Regions from separate parts of the Capra hircus genome. Here region 1 is linked to region 2. The links are chromatin contacts, called in public Hi-C maps. All regions are on one chromosome and are shown on one strand. The core of a region is the stretch at or near the end of the contact, and the rest is flanking DNA. Distances in the headings are between cores, read along the strand shown.

Evidence for each region. Hi-C and Micro-C count contacts between places; a contact is called where the count stands out from the background.
Region 1: a Hi-C map of blood shows a contact between it and region 2, with 2.1 times the contacts expected there. The contact joins the enhancer-like site here to the promoter of NEDD4L in region 2. A contact is called at or near these places in 3 of 5 Hi-C or Micro-C datasets (all in blood).

Annotation. Positions count from the first base shown.
Region 1 is chr24:57,439,691-57,446,277 of ARS1.2, forward strand. All of the region lies in intron 1 of NEDD4L (E3 ubiquitin-protein ligase NEDD4-like), which reads left to right. Among named protein-coding and RNA genes, the nearest start is that of TRNAE-UUC, 62 kb to the left of the region's middle. Within about 2 kb of position 3,296, at least 1 of the 5 cell types and tissues checked has an H3K27ac peak or open chromatin away from gene starts, as enhancers often do.
Region 2 is chr24:57,360,733-57,368,161 of ARS1.2, forward strand. NEDD4L (E3 ubiquitin-protein ligase NEDD4-like) reads left to right here and starts at 4,540. Exons shown (of 31, transcript XM_018039444.1): 1 at 4,540-4,801. The coding sequence starts at 4,754.

The DNA.
Region 1 (6,587 bases), core at 2,046-4,545, 78 kb after region 2:
ACTGCGGTTAGAGAAGGTATAGGTTACAGACCTCTGTTTAAATCCTGACTCTGCTGTTTGCTGGCCATTTGTGTTTCCCCTCCCTCTGTAGGGAAATTCTTGATGAAATAGACCTTCCTTGTGCATGGGGGATACCTTCCAAGAACCCTGTAGACACCTGAAACCATGGGTAATATTAAACCCTGTACAGTTGACCCTTGAACTACACAGGGGTTAGGGGTGGCAAGCCTCTGAACAGTCAGAAATCCATAAGTAATTTATAGTTATCCTTCTCTATCCATGGTTCCTCCATATCTCCGGGTTCAGCCAACCACAGATCATGAAGACCTGGCGAAGTGGAGAGCTGATGACTGAATGCTGAATGCTAAAGGTTTAGCAGAGGACGGAGCACAGAGAGAATCCCCGTGTCTTAGGATCTGGGATGAGAGTTGGCTGTTATTTCAATTCTGCCCGTTATTTGACCAAGTTACTTAATCTCCAGGGGCCTTATTTTCCTTTGGAAAAGAATATAGCTTTAGATGTGATATATTTTAGATCCTTGTTGAACACTGCTGTTTCGGAGTCTCTCTGGTTACTTTACTGCTTCCTAAGGTTTTGTTTAATGTGATAAATTTTGTATCTATATATTATATTGTCACAATTTTAATGCATTTTTAAGTTATACAAAGCATGTGTGAATGTACTGTTGAGAAACACGGCGTATGGACGGAAAAGTGAAAATAAGCCCTTTTTGGGTGCACTTCCTTACTTTGCTAGAGGTGAACTACTGTTGACCAGGTTAGTGAAAAGTCTTTGAGACCTTTTTAAAGATTAATTTTTACTGGAGTATGCTTTCCTGGTGGCTCGGACAGTAAAGAATCCACCTGCAATGCGGGAGACCTGGGTTTGATCCCTGGGTTGGGAAGACCCCCTGGAGGAGGACATAGCAACCCGCGGCAGTATTCTTGCCTGGAGAATCCCCATGGACAGAGGAGCCTGGCGGGCTGTAGTCCTTGGAGTGACACAGTCAGAGATGACTGAAGTGACTCAGCCTAGCACGGTTGCCTTGCAGTGTTCTAAGTTTCTACTTGCCAGCAGACGAATCAGCCATACTTATCCATCTGTGCCTCCCCTTTCGGACTTCATTCCCGTCCGGGCCCCACAGTGCATGCAGAGTTCCCTTGCGGTGCAGTTTGTTGTTACTAGTTATTTATGCATAATATCAATAATATGTATGTGCCCGTCCCAGTCTGTCAGTTCCTGCCACCATTCCCTTTCCCTCTTGGTATTCAGTGGACATGAACTTGGGCAAACTCCAGGAGATGGTAGTGAGGGACAGGGAGGCCTGGCGTGCTGCGGTCTGTGGAGTTGCAAGGAGTTGGCCAGGGACCGACAGCAGCAACCATCCATACCTTTGTTCTTTATGTCTGTCTCTCTGTTTTGCAAATAGGGTCATTAAAACCTTTGAGACCTTTTTCTGTGCATATCTGTACCCATGGCCTCTCTGTATTTTTCTAGTATTCCGTCTTCAAGATTGAAGTAACTGAATTATGAACTGGAGAGAAATGTCAATCAGTCTCTGCCGCTGCTGAGAGCTTGATCCAAGTTAGTGCCTGGGAGTTGCTGAAGTCTTGGGGCTGTGTCGCCCTCTAGTGGTGGCTGACTTTGGTGTCCAGCTGCCGGCCTGCTGTCGGGCTGGAGTGGAGGTGATGGTTCTGTTCCAACAAGCTGGTGACAGCTTGGCTATAGTCAGTCACTGACAAGTGTCGGGAACGTACTTTAGCGAACCGTGGGGCTGCCATCGCCTTTATACCTCTAGCCTGCCCTTCGTGAGAGGCTTGAAACGTGTGGTGACTTTGCAAATGGGGCGTGCTGGGGTACTGCTGAGTTAGGAGGCTACCGTATTTTTCGCCACCAGGTGAGCCACCCATTACAAAGTGGGGCCGCCTGCTACAATATATGCATTGGCTACGCCATTCTTTCCCGTGCCCCCCGCATTCTGAAGATGTTCCATCACCTCTTTGCTGTTGTGAAAACCTGGCTGCCTGTTCCTGCATCTTAAGGAGTGGTTTTCCCTTATTGCCGTTTCCAGCTGACCTCCCTTCCCCTCTTTTGAATTTCAGCTCCTGTTGAAACTTGTACCATCAGCTGTAGCTCTGCGTCCTCCCTCATTCTGTCCTGGTCTCCTGATCACCTCCTCCTCTGACGCCTTCCTCCCCAAGCTCGGTCTCCATCCATCATTGTCTGTCCATCCACCCGGCAACCTGGCCTCTCAGTTCTTGACCTCTCAGCCCCGGTGACCTTTCTGCCTCTCTTTGTATTGACCGTCTTTAGAGCTTGTCTCGATTAACCTCTGGAATCATGATTTAAGACATCCTGCTCTCAGATCTCCATGCCCGTCCTTCCCACGTGAGAGTCTCCCTTCAGAATCCAGAGTTTGGTGGCTCTCTGGACCCCCACCTCCTTTTCATTAGTGGTCACCACACCCCTCTTGCCCTGAGATGGCAGCCTAGACTTAGTGGGTGCCTCCTCAGAACACCCAGACCACTTGGATCGTCTTATTCTGTTGGACTTCCTAAGGAGACCCCAAGCAGCCCTGGTTAAGACTGCCCATTCTGGGTCAAACTCATTTTCCCAAGACAGTGTTAGCTGGATCCGTCATGTTTGTGACCTCACACCTCCGAGGGGCATCTCTCAGGCGTCTCACTGCGTTTTTGGGGCCATTTCTCCAGCTGCAGGAAAACTTTCATAACTTCTGATTAGTCGTCAGTTCTTCCACACCCCCTCCTCTTCTTAGCTGAGGACTCGCTTCTTAAGAGTTCGTTGAGAGAAGGGAGCCAGGCCGTCAGACTTCTTACCCCCAGCTGCGTCTTCTTCCTGCTGCCTTGCTCCCCACAGGGGCTGAAGCCCGGCTGGCTCTTGTCTGAGGCCAGCCCTCCCCCAGCAAGGAATCTTCTGTCACCTTCTCAAGGATGCCTCTCCTGAAGCTCGCTCTTTTTACCCCTGGATGAGTCATTTCTTCCTTTCTTCTGGATTCTTCCAAATGGCATATAAATAGGCCTTGTAATGTTTCTTTTTGAAAATCTTCCTTAAAAATTCTGCGTTCCTCTCCAGCCATTGTCCTCTGTGCTTCACTTGATAGCAGGTAATCCCTTCGAGAATAGACTCTGTTCGCTGCTGTCTACTTCTTTTTCTCCAAGCTTGTCAGTGTGTCTGTTCCTCCAGTGACGAGGGGGACGGGCGACTGTGACCTGGGTGGGACGCCAGCCTTTGCTGCCCGCCTGCAGTGTCCAGGTGCCGCCTGTGGTCTCGCCTGTCTTCCTCCTCCTCCGGCTGCATTTGAAACAGCTCTCTCTGCTCCCGGAAGGCCTCCCAGCTCCTCCGCTGGTCTTTTCTTCCTTTGTGTTATGGATCATTCCTTCCCAGCTGCCCTCTGGTTCCTCCTCTCCTTCCAGGCCTCCAGGCGCCCAGGGTCGCCCCCCGCCCGCTTTTTTTCTTCTGTACTCTGTCCCATGGCGTTTCAAAGCTTTAAGCACACATCAACAAGTGAGTTGATGTGTCTTAAACTGAAGGCAACGGCACCCCACTCCAGTACTCTTGCCTGGAAAATTCCATGGACGGAGGAGCCTGGTGGGCTGCAGTCCATGGGGTCACTGAGGGTCGGACAGGACTGAGTGACTTCACTTTCACTTTTCACTTTCATGCATTGGAGAAGGAAATGGCAACCCACCCCAGTATTCTTGCCTGGAGAATCCCAGGGACGGGGGAGCCTGGTGGGCTGCCGTCTATGGGGTTGCACAGAGTCGGACACGACTGAAGTGACTTAGCAGGAGCAAACTGTATTACCAACCTGCACCCTTTGACTCTGAACTCACACTTCGAGAGCCAGTTTCCCATCTGACAGGTCCACTTGATGGTCCATGGGAATCTCAAATGCAGCCTGGCCAAAGCAAGACTATCGGATTGCCAAAAAAATTCGTCTGGATTTTTCCATCATATCTTATGGAAAAACCCAAACGAACTTATTGGCCAACTCAGTACTTCCCTTCCTAGTCTGCCCCCTCCCCACCCAAAGTCTTGCCTCCCATTGCTTACCCAGTTTTTTAGTTAAAAACCCAGTTTACCATCTTCTTTCATATTCCTCATCCAGTGATAGTAATCACAGAACACCATCAAGGGCTTACGATGTGCCATGCACTGTTCTAATCACTGGACAAAGCGTGTCCACTAGTGGAAGGCTGTTAGGATCCCATTTTGCAGATGACAAAGCTCAGACACAGAGATTAAGTAGCTTGTCCTTAGTTACGCATTTTCTTAGTACTGGAATTAAGATTCAAGCCCAAGCACTGTGACTCAAATCCTGGGCTCCTAAGGTCTCTGGCCTCCGGAGGAGGGGTGCCTGCTGAGCCTGTCTCCAGCCCGGCCTCCCCGCCTCCCTCCCCCACCTCTTGTCTGCAGCCATCTCTCCAAAGGAGAAATGAGATTCCCACCCCTTCCTCATCAAAGTTGGATCCAAAAGCCCAGGCCTGGCTCTCAGCCTCCCGTGATCGGCCCCCGAGCCCACCAGCCCCACCTCTCCGCCCTCTGCCCTGCCCTGGTGCTGCCAAGAAAAGACAATGTGAGCCACGAACGCAAGCCGCATATGTACCCTGCCTTTTCTAGTGGTCCCCTGCAAAGTCTTGTAAACAACAGATGACATGAATTTTAATGTTTTCCTTAATCCATTCTATCAAAAATATTTCAGCGTGGACTCAGTACTCACAAAAAAATTGGGATCTTCTATATACTTTTCTTTTCTGCCTGGTGTTTGGGATGTGGCGGGTGTTTCGCAGTTGGAGCGTGTCTCACTTTGGGCTGGTCCCATTTCAGCAGCTGTGTGGGGGCACCCCCTTGCCCAGGCCTTGTCCCTCCTGCCAGCAGGCAGGGTACGTGAGTTCCGGGCTTGGGAACTTGGCATCTGCTGTTCCTTTTGCTTTGCATGCTCTTCCCCTTCATCTTCACTAATTGCCTCCCTTTAGTCTGGGAAGGTCTATTGCTTGGAGAGGCTGTCCCCCAAATTGCGAGTTTTTCCCCTAAAAAGGAGTCATTCCATCCTTTTCAGGCTTCCATGTAGCAGTTACCCAAGCTGATTAGCCCCTCTTAGGAATCTCATCCCCCTGGGGGCACTCGCTCACCCCACCCCAGCCCCTTAGGGGGCTTCCCACCCACCCAGCCTGTCCACCCTCCCTTGCTGTTGACTGTGAGTTTCTGTCTATCTCCCTTCCTGGGGTGGGGTAATTAGGCCTGGTGACTGTTTTTGCTGCTCCCACTTATGACCTTTTTCTCTGCTCGTCTCCTGATGCCGTTGAGCTTTTTCTCTGATAACACTGTGTATTCTGGCATCCTCTGCCGCTTCCTGGGAATGAGCTGTACCTGCCAGTCAGGAAGCACTAGGCATGTGAGGCTAGGTAAGTAAGATAATTAAAACTAAATGAAAGTTAAAACTTGCGTCTTCGGTTGGCGTTTGGCACGTTTCAGATGCTCAGTAGCTGCATGTGGCAGCTACTGTGTAGGACTTGCCCAGCATCAGAGAAGGCTCATCGGGCGGTGCTGCTTTGATTTCAGATAGTCACGTGGCTGCGTGAGATGGGCTTTCCTGGTGGCTCAGATAGTTGTGCGGGAGACCTGGGTTTGACCCCTGGGTTGGGAAGGTCCCCCGGAGAAGGGAATGGCTACCCACTCCAGTATCCTGGCCTGGAGAATCTCATGGACAGAGAGGAGCCTGGCGAGCTACAGTCCATGGGGTCACAAAGAGTCGGACACGACTGAGCAACTAACGCATAGCAATATGGCTGCACAAAAGTGCCAGATTCTTTGTAGCTTTCTCATCATAATTCATTTATTCAACTTCCTTGGTTGTAGTTGGTTGTAAAATTCTTCTTATCCCAGGAAACTTAACTGAGGGATGGGGGTGGAAGAGGGGGGGAAGAACCCGTACTCTAAAATGGTTTCTATGGGATGAATGGGAATTTGTATGTCCAACTGCCTCTGAATACATAATAAGGACGAGGCTCTGGACAACTGGATAGATTCCATTTTGAGTTAAAGAACTGTAGCTTCCATCATACAAACAGAATGCAACCAACGCCTGTTGCCTTTCCCGCTCGCCCTGGGTCGCCTTTGTCCTGTCCTCTGACTACCTGGCGAATCGGTGCCACAGACCCGGCCTGGCCTTTGCGGGTTTGCAGGTTTCCCCTTTCCAGCCGTGTTTGCTGTTATCACTGTGCAATGCTGGGATTCGGTGAACTAAAAACCTTTCCTGCCTAATGTTCTGTGGTTGAACAGCCCACTGAGATGCCTGGATCGTAAAAACGCAGCCTCTCTCACGGCTGTTGCGGGCAGCGATGTTTTTGTTTTCCTGGCCGAGCCTGGCCTTTGGATTACTGGGCGCTGGTTCTCACTGTACACAGTTAATGATTTCCCACCTACAGTAACCCGCTTGGCCGCGAGCACCCGATACAGTGTGGTTAGTTCCAAGCTATGAAGCGCCTGTCATGCGTGCACAAGATTTTTCTTATTAGAAGAGGGGATCTAGCAGGGGGTAAGATTTTCTGGCATGTTTTCAGAAT
Region 2 (7,429 bases), core at 3,290-5,789:
CCAAGGTAAACAGGAAAAGAACAGAAAGGTAGTGATTAGCATCCCAACTAGGAGAGGGAAACAATACCATAAAAAACAAGTAGCAATAATAGCACAATTCAATAAAGAAGATGCATTAAAATGTAAAAAGAAACAATAAAATGTGGAAACAAATCAAATATTCTAGAAATATTAATCAATGGAAAAAGCAAATAGCTAATATAGCCAGATATAAAGCAGGTATATTGTCAGATTGGAGAAAATTGGAATCATGCTCCTCTATCTCAGAAATTTTATTTTCTTTAGGGTTCAAGAATGAATAACATATAGGTATTCAAAACGTATTTCTTAAAAAGCCTAGCTAATTTGTCGAAAGTTTGAAGCATGGTTTATTATATAATCCTAAACGCCTTAAATCTGTGAGATTCCTCTATACGTCAGTGAACACTGTTAAGTCCCAAGATGACATCGGGTTTTACAGGTACAGGGCCATCTTCAAAATATCTGCTTCATGAGCTTTCTTTTCAAAGAAGACAAAATACCAAAAATTGAAGAGAAAAGAAATCCAGTGTTATTTACATGAAACATGTTGATATGTGACACTATGTGTTATCCAGCTTGGGGAACGTCCCAGACTTGATGGAGATATATATAGCTTGCTAAGTCAACTCAGTAATTTGTAAAGAGGCTTTGCATTAAAATGTTCCCTATTTGTGACTACCCATTGTACCTTGTACTTTAAATTGTTCTTGCTAATTTTTCATTTGTGATGATCCAAGTAAAGAGCATTCACCAAACACCCACAGTATCACATCTAAGATGTTAAAGGCAGCCTCCGAAGGGAACAAAATGGAACAAATCCCAGAGAAGGATCTGCAAGTTTGGTTCTATATAATTGTTGGAAAGTGGAAAATGAAGTCCCTCAGTCGTTTCCGACTCTTTTCAACCCCAAGGACCATAACCTACCACGCTCCTCTGTCCATGGGATTTCTCAGGCAAGAGTACTGGAGTGGGTTGCCATTTCCTTCTCCAGGGGATCTTCCCAACCCAGCGATAGAACCGTAATCTCCCACATTACAGGCAGACGCTTTGCCCTCCTAGCCACCAGGGAAGCCATATAATCTTCGGGTACACGTGAAACCGATTGAAGAAGGCACGACAGTTTCACTTCGGGAGAGACTGTGGACCAATTTCTCTTAAGGTTTGTGCGCTCTGATCTGAACTACCCTCCTGCAAGAAACTGGATGCTAATCTGAGACTTCAGAGAGGTAGGGGGTGGGTAAAACTGCTCCATGATATTAGTCACAAAAAGTACATCTGTTTACATCCACAAAGGATTTAAGTATGTTGTTTTTAAATGTAATTTTCTCTAAACTGAAAAAGAAAAGATCAGGATCATGGAAAACAGGCAAAGAGTATCAGTCTAAGCCAGAGATCTCTGGATGGTGCTATGCCTAAATTAGAATCACCCGGGAGCTTCTAACACTCCTGATGCACAGGTAGTGCCCCTGCATAACTAATCAGAGTGTATAGGGGTGGGAGGTACACACCAGTGGTTTTAGACACGTGCAGCCAAGTTTGGGAATGACTGGCCCGGGCTACCATTCTCAACCTTCAGTTCAGTCGCTCAGTCGTGTCCGACTGTTTTCGACCCCATGGACTGCAGGCCTCCCTGTCCGTCACCAACTCCTGGAGTTTACTCAAACTCATGTCCATTGAGTCAGTGATGCCATCCAACGGTCTCATTCTCAGCCTTACAGGGACATTAGCATCACCTGGAAAGCTCCTGAAACTACCATCGTCTGTGCGCCTACCCTGAACCAGTGAAACTGTAGTCTCTTAGGCCTGCCACTGGGTTCTTGATCATTTTAAAGCTCCTCAGATGATAACAATGTGTATCCAGGGTAGTGAACCACTATATTGGGGGAAAGCTGGTACATAATTACACAGGGGATCGATTTTGTTTTTTTATGGGGTTCTTTTATGACTCAGGGCTTCCCTGATAACGTTGGTAAAGAATCCACCTGCAATCCAGGAGACCCCAGTTCGATTCCTGGGTTGGGAAGATCCGCTGGCAAAGGGAAAGGCGACTCAGTCCAGTATTCTGGCCTGGAGAATTCCACGGACTGTATGGTCCATGGGGTTGCAAAGAGTCGGACGTGACTGAATGACTTTCACTTTATGCCTCAGGGCTATAAAATGAGTCCTAAGTTTCCTGGTAGCCAAAGTGACTAGAAAAACAACACTAGTTGAAATAATTCTTGTCACCATGCGTCCTGCAAAAGCTTACCAGTTCCTTGGAAGAAACCAGGCTTTTCCTCCTAGGTCTGAAATAAATAACTTGTTTGAGTCTTCTTATAGGAAACACTAAATGGTAAAGATCACAATTTTATCAATACCTCTACAGTACATGACGTGAGGCAAGTTTCATATTGTAATTTCTCATAGTATGCCTTAGGGAAAGCCCAGGGCGTGACCCCAGAGTGTAGGCAGGTGCAGACTATTGTGGTGGGGGCGTGGGAGCAGAACCCTGGAGACAGGGCAGGGGGAGGAATCAGGATACACCCCTGGAGTTCCCAGAGGATAGAGCCTCACCTGGAGATAAAGTCCAGAACCATACACTGCCTGCCAGTAAAGAGCCTGCCTACAATTCGGGAGACCTGGGTTCCATACCTGGGTCAGGAAGATCCCCTGGAGAAGGGGATGGCAACCCACTCCAGTATTCTTGTCTGGGAAATCCCATGGACAGAGGAGCCTGATGGGGCACAGTCCACAGGGTTACAAAGCATCGGACACGACCGAGCGACTAACACTACAATACGAGGTGTGGGAAGGGTGTTCCGTGTAATTAGAAATTACAAGTTTCTATTTAAAATTTGAAAAAAGATTACCTTTCCCCTCATATAAAAAACTGTACAAAACTTGACAAAGACCTGGCTAGCGAGGATAAAGGAGCAGTAACTCCTGTAGAAACCACAGGCTTGTTGAAGAGCACATGGGAATTCTTGTGTGGGCCTTTGTGTGTGTGTTTTTGCAAGTCTTTATGAAAAGAAACATAATGTAGATCTGAAAAAGTAAAAAAACTTTGGCCTGGACAGAAGGTACAGAGAATCGTCTTTTTAACTGTTCCTCCATAAATGTGATTTTTTTTTTCTCGGTTGGGCTTCTGTGGCATCTCAGCCCTGTGATTTACTGGCTCACGATGTGGGGAGAAGGCTTCTGAGTAGGGTGTTGACGCCAAGGGGCTTTGTCTGGAAAGAAAATCCAGCGTTCGCACAACTTTAAGCCACAGCCATGTTGTCAGGAGGCAAAGGAAAGCTTCTATTAGGACGGGTGTTTCCCTTCGTTTGAAAGCCAGCTAGATACTTAGAACAGGAGCTGCGGTCGGGCTCGGTTGGGGGGAGGCTTTGGGACCACGTGATTGCTTTCTGAAACAACTGACTTGAATGAAAATCCTAAAGGCACCCTGTGAATACCAAAGAGGGCACTTTGATGTTTTCTTTTCAAAGGCAAATAGCATGTTCTACTTTTGTTTCCTTTCTGAACCCACAACTGTACTTAACAACGAAATGTAAGGACAGGCTTCCTGAAAAAGTCGAGTGACTAATTTCTCTCTTTAATTTAGTCTCTGGCGTTCCTATACATCTGATGGATTAAATGAACTGCTTGCTGGAGAAACAGTAGCCGGGACGTGGGAAGAACCCTACCATGGCTAATACGATGTCTTAATAGCTTGCCTCTGCAGAGGTTAACCTTAAACTTCAGTCTGCGATTTCACGTTGCGGATCACAAAAGAGTGGCCTTTGGCTCAAAAGAGCCACGCTAAAGGTTTTCGAGGGGGTGGGCGTGTACTCAGAGCGGGCGCCGGGTCGGTTTTGTTCCCGGCAAGGTTGACGCAGGCAGTGGCGACTCGCGGCCACGCCGGGGCAGCCTCTCCCCGGCCGCGAGGCCCGGCTCCGGGGCGCCCACAAAGCCGCCAAGTTGGGCTTGCCAGGGTTTGCCAAGAATTTAAAGGTGTCCAGAAACATCCATCTTCTCCCTCCCCCAACCCCCTTTAATAATCACGGCGGGCCCAGGGTTCTTCGTAGAAAGACCTCGGGGAAGAGAAATGGGACTTTCTTGTAGAAAATGTCTCCAGTGCCCCCAAATGCCCAGCACGCCCACTCCCGCAAAGCGGAGAGGAGGGTGGGTCTGCTCCTAGGGCCGAGCGCCCGCGCTCCTCTGAGACCCGCCCCGCGGCCGGGGGCGCCCGTGGCGAGCCGGAGGGGGGCGTGGGGGGGGCGAACCCAGCCAGCCCGGCGGCCCGCCCCCCAGCCCGGCCTGTGATTGGCTTGGGGGGCGCGTGTGCCCGCCCCGGGGAGGCGGGGAGGTCCCCTCCGGGCGCCGGGGCGGGAGGGGGCGGAGGAGAGGGCGGGGAGAGCGGGGACCGGGAGGGACAGGGCGTAGGGGCAGGCGCGCCGGCTTCCCGAGGCTGGAGAGCGGGCTGGGCGAGGGGCGGAGAGCGGCGGGCGCGCGGGAGGAGGGAAGCCCGGGGGCGCCGCGCCGCCGCCGCCGCCCGCTGCACGGCGCGCTCTCGGGAGCGCACGGTCCGCAGCCTTCCGGGAGGAAGCGGCGCAGGCAGCGGCCGAGGCGCGAGCACTCGGGCCCCCTCACCTGCGGCGCCGGGCCGGCCGTCCTCGAAGGCGGCGGCGGAGGAGGGGAGACCCGGCCACCCAGACGCGCCGCAGCCCAGCCGCCCGGGAGCGCCTCTGATCCCGCGCGGGGCGCCGGCTCCATGGCGACCGGGCTCGGGGAGCCGGTCTACGGACTTTCGGAAGAAGAGGTGAGCGGCTCTCCCTTCCCCGCGGGACTCCCCGGGGAGTTCCCTCCCGGCGGCGGCCGGCGGTGGGCACTGGGACGACCCCCTTGGATGCTCATCCCCCCGCCAACCCGCGCGCCTGCAGGGGCACCCCAAAGGCGGGCGCGTCCGGGGGCAGGGGTCCCGGCGGGGTGCTCACAATCTTCCGCCCGGCGTCCCCTCCCCCCGGTGCAGCGCACTGTTGGTAAATAAAGCGGTGCGAGCTGGGGTTCCCTCGGCGCTCCCCGCCTTTGGGTGCGAGGGGGGCGCGTGCGGCTCCGCGCTGCGTCTCCCGGGTCCGTGGGGCAACTTTCCGCCTCTCGCCCCTGCAGCCCTGGAGTCCATGATGGGTGTCGCGTTTGGAGAGACCCGCGCCGCGCGGGGGAGCCCGGGGCCTCGGCGGAAACCTGGATTGTGTCCCCCACTGGAACTTTCTCATGATGGTGTCAGCAAGTGCTCTACTGCGTGTGTGTGTGCTTGTTACGGTGGGAGCGGGTGAAACCTTGTGAGCCGTGCGGGTCCGACCCTCCGTCTTGCACAGTCTGAAGCCGAGAGTGTGCATTTCGGGGTCTTTGGGGTGGGAGGGGGAGATCGCGCATGGTGGCAGGTGCTGCTGGAAACTTGGAGGACGCTTGCAGCCCTGCCATTTCCCGCCGCCCCCCCCCCCCGCCCCCCTCAACCCGAGGATCCAGCCCCTCTGGGGCGGGTGGAAGGAGGAAGCTCCATTGATCTTTTTTATTGATGAAGCCAATTAAGTAAGCCACGCCCCCGAGGCCGTCCGCTTGCCTGCAAAGGGCTTTGTTTTTTACCCTCACTCTCTCCTCGCGAGTTCCCACTCCCCCCTTTTGAGGCGATCCTGCTAACTCACTGCTCAGCCCTCTCGCGACCAGCCAGGCTCGGCCCTTATTGGTGTGTTGCGCTGCCAAAAAGAGGGGTGGGAGGCTGTCGCCGGCGCGGCGTGACGGGCAGGCTGGATGGAGCAGGTAGGAGGGGTTGGCCATCTGGCCGGGTGCGCTCTCAGGTCTGGCTCCCCTTTCGAGAGGTGAATTTACAACCCATGAGGCATTACTCAGCGGGGAGGTATTTCCTATCCTGGTTGTGCATTTCATGAAAAGTTAATGCCTGGAAATTCAAGGATTTCTGGGTTTCTCTTTTTTCCTCTCCTTTCTTTTCTGAGATCCCCTCTTTCTCTGGTGATAGGGGTGGGGTTAATAGAGAGGCTCTTATCCGAGACTCGACAATGTTATGGCTTCTCTCCCGTCAGCTTTCCTATCCTGGTTGTGTGTGTGTGTACGTGTGCGCGCGCGCGCGTTCCGTGTGTAATGGAATAGGTGTCTTAGGGTGGGGAAAGTGTCGGGGGTACGTTTCAACCCCTTACTGCTTTAACGGCGCTTGGTAAAGCTCGCTGTGGTGTTGATTTTATCAAACAGCGATAGCAAAGCAAGTATTGGCATTTCCGATCATTTTGCCATGCTGGACTTTTGTAAAATACCCCCGTTTCCGTGCAGTTAACTGAGGGGAAGGATGAAAAGTACCTTTGTTTCATTTACCCAGGGGGATCTCCTCTCCTCTGGTTTTCTCTTTGAGGAGCTTTCTCTTTCATTCTCTACTTCTCCATTTAATTAGTAGCAATAGAGGGCCGCCAGTGAGCTTTTAGAAAGGTGGAGAGATACACATTCCCAGACAAAGGGGCAGGAAGTATTGTGGGGGATAAAGACCGCTGCCTCTCATCTTAGGTCTTTTTTTTTTTTTTTAATTACATGATTACTCTTAAAATCCTGGAAAAAAAAAATGTTTTCTAAATGAGCATTTTGGGAAATGCAACTGGGTGAGTGAATCACAGGCATGTCGGTGTGGTCTGTGCTTTGTCTGCCTTTCCAGCGAGTGTCAGAATCGACCCAGAGCACATCTTACCACTTTTGTCTAGGTGAGTTAATTCTGGTGACCTTAACTGGTGTCTAGGGTGAAAGTGAAGGACGGAATGTCAACAGAATCGAGGTGTGTGTATGTATGTGTATAGTCTGACTGAGTTCACTCCTTCATGTTGCTGGAGGGGGGTTTGGGGCTGTATGGGGAATAGCAGGAGGTGATGAAGACATTGTATTGATTGATTGAGCGATGGCCAGGTTGCTGGTACTGTTTTGTTCTACACACACTATATTCCAAAAGACAGGTCACAGCCATTTCAGCTTCTCCTACTGGGGGTGGGGAATAAGCGCAAGGTGGTTCTGATGACTTCACGTGTGGGCCGTGTTTGCTTTTTATGGGGGTTTCACGCTGTCATGTCGGCCTTCGGAAGATCGGGTATTGCCTTCGTCGAATATTAACAAGAAATGGTTGAATTTGCACAGCTTGCTTTGTCTTCCTGAATTAGTCTGTGTTAGAAAACAAGGGGAAGATTTGAGCATCTAAGAGCCCAGTGGAACAAACATCTTCCCAAGGCATGCATTTCAGCTCATACCGCGTACAGTGGGTCATCATCACCCAGGAAGATACTTTGATTGCCAGGTGGAAGAGTCACCTGATAAACCTCTTAGTAAAATAGGCATTCGTCCCTAGCAAATTTCATAGACGTATGTTTGTGTGTTTATTGGAGGTTGATGAAAAGCATTA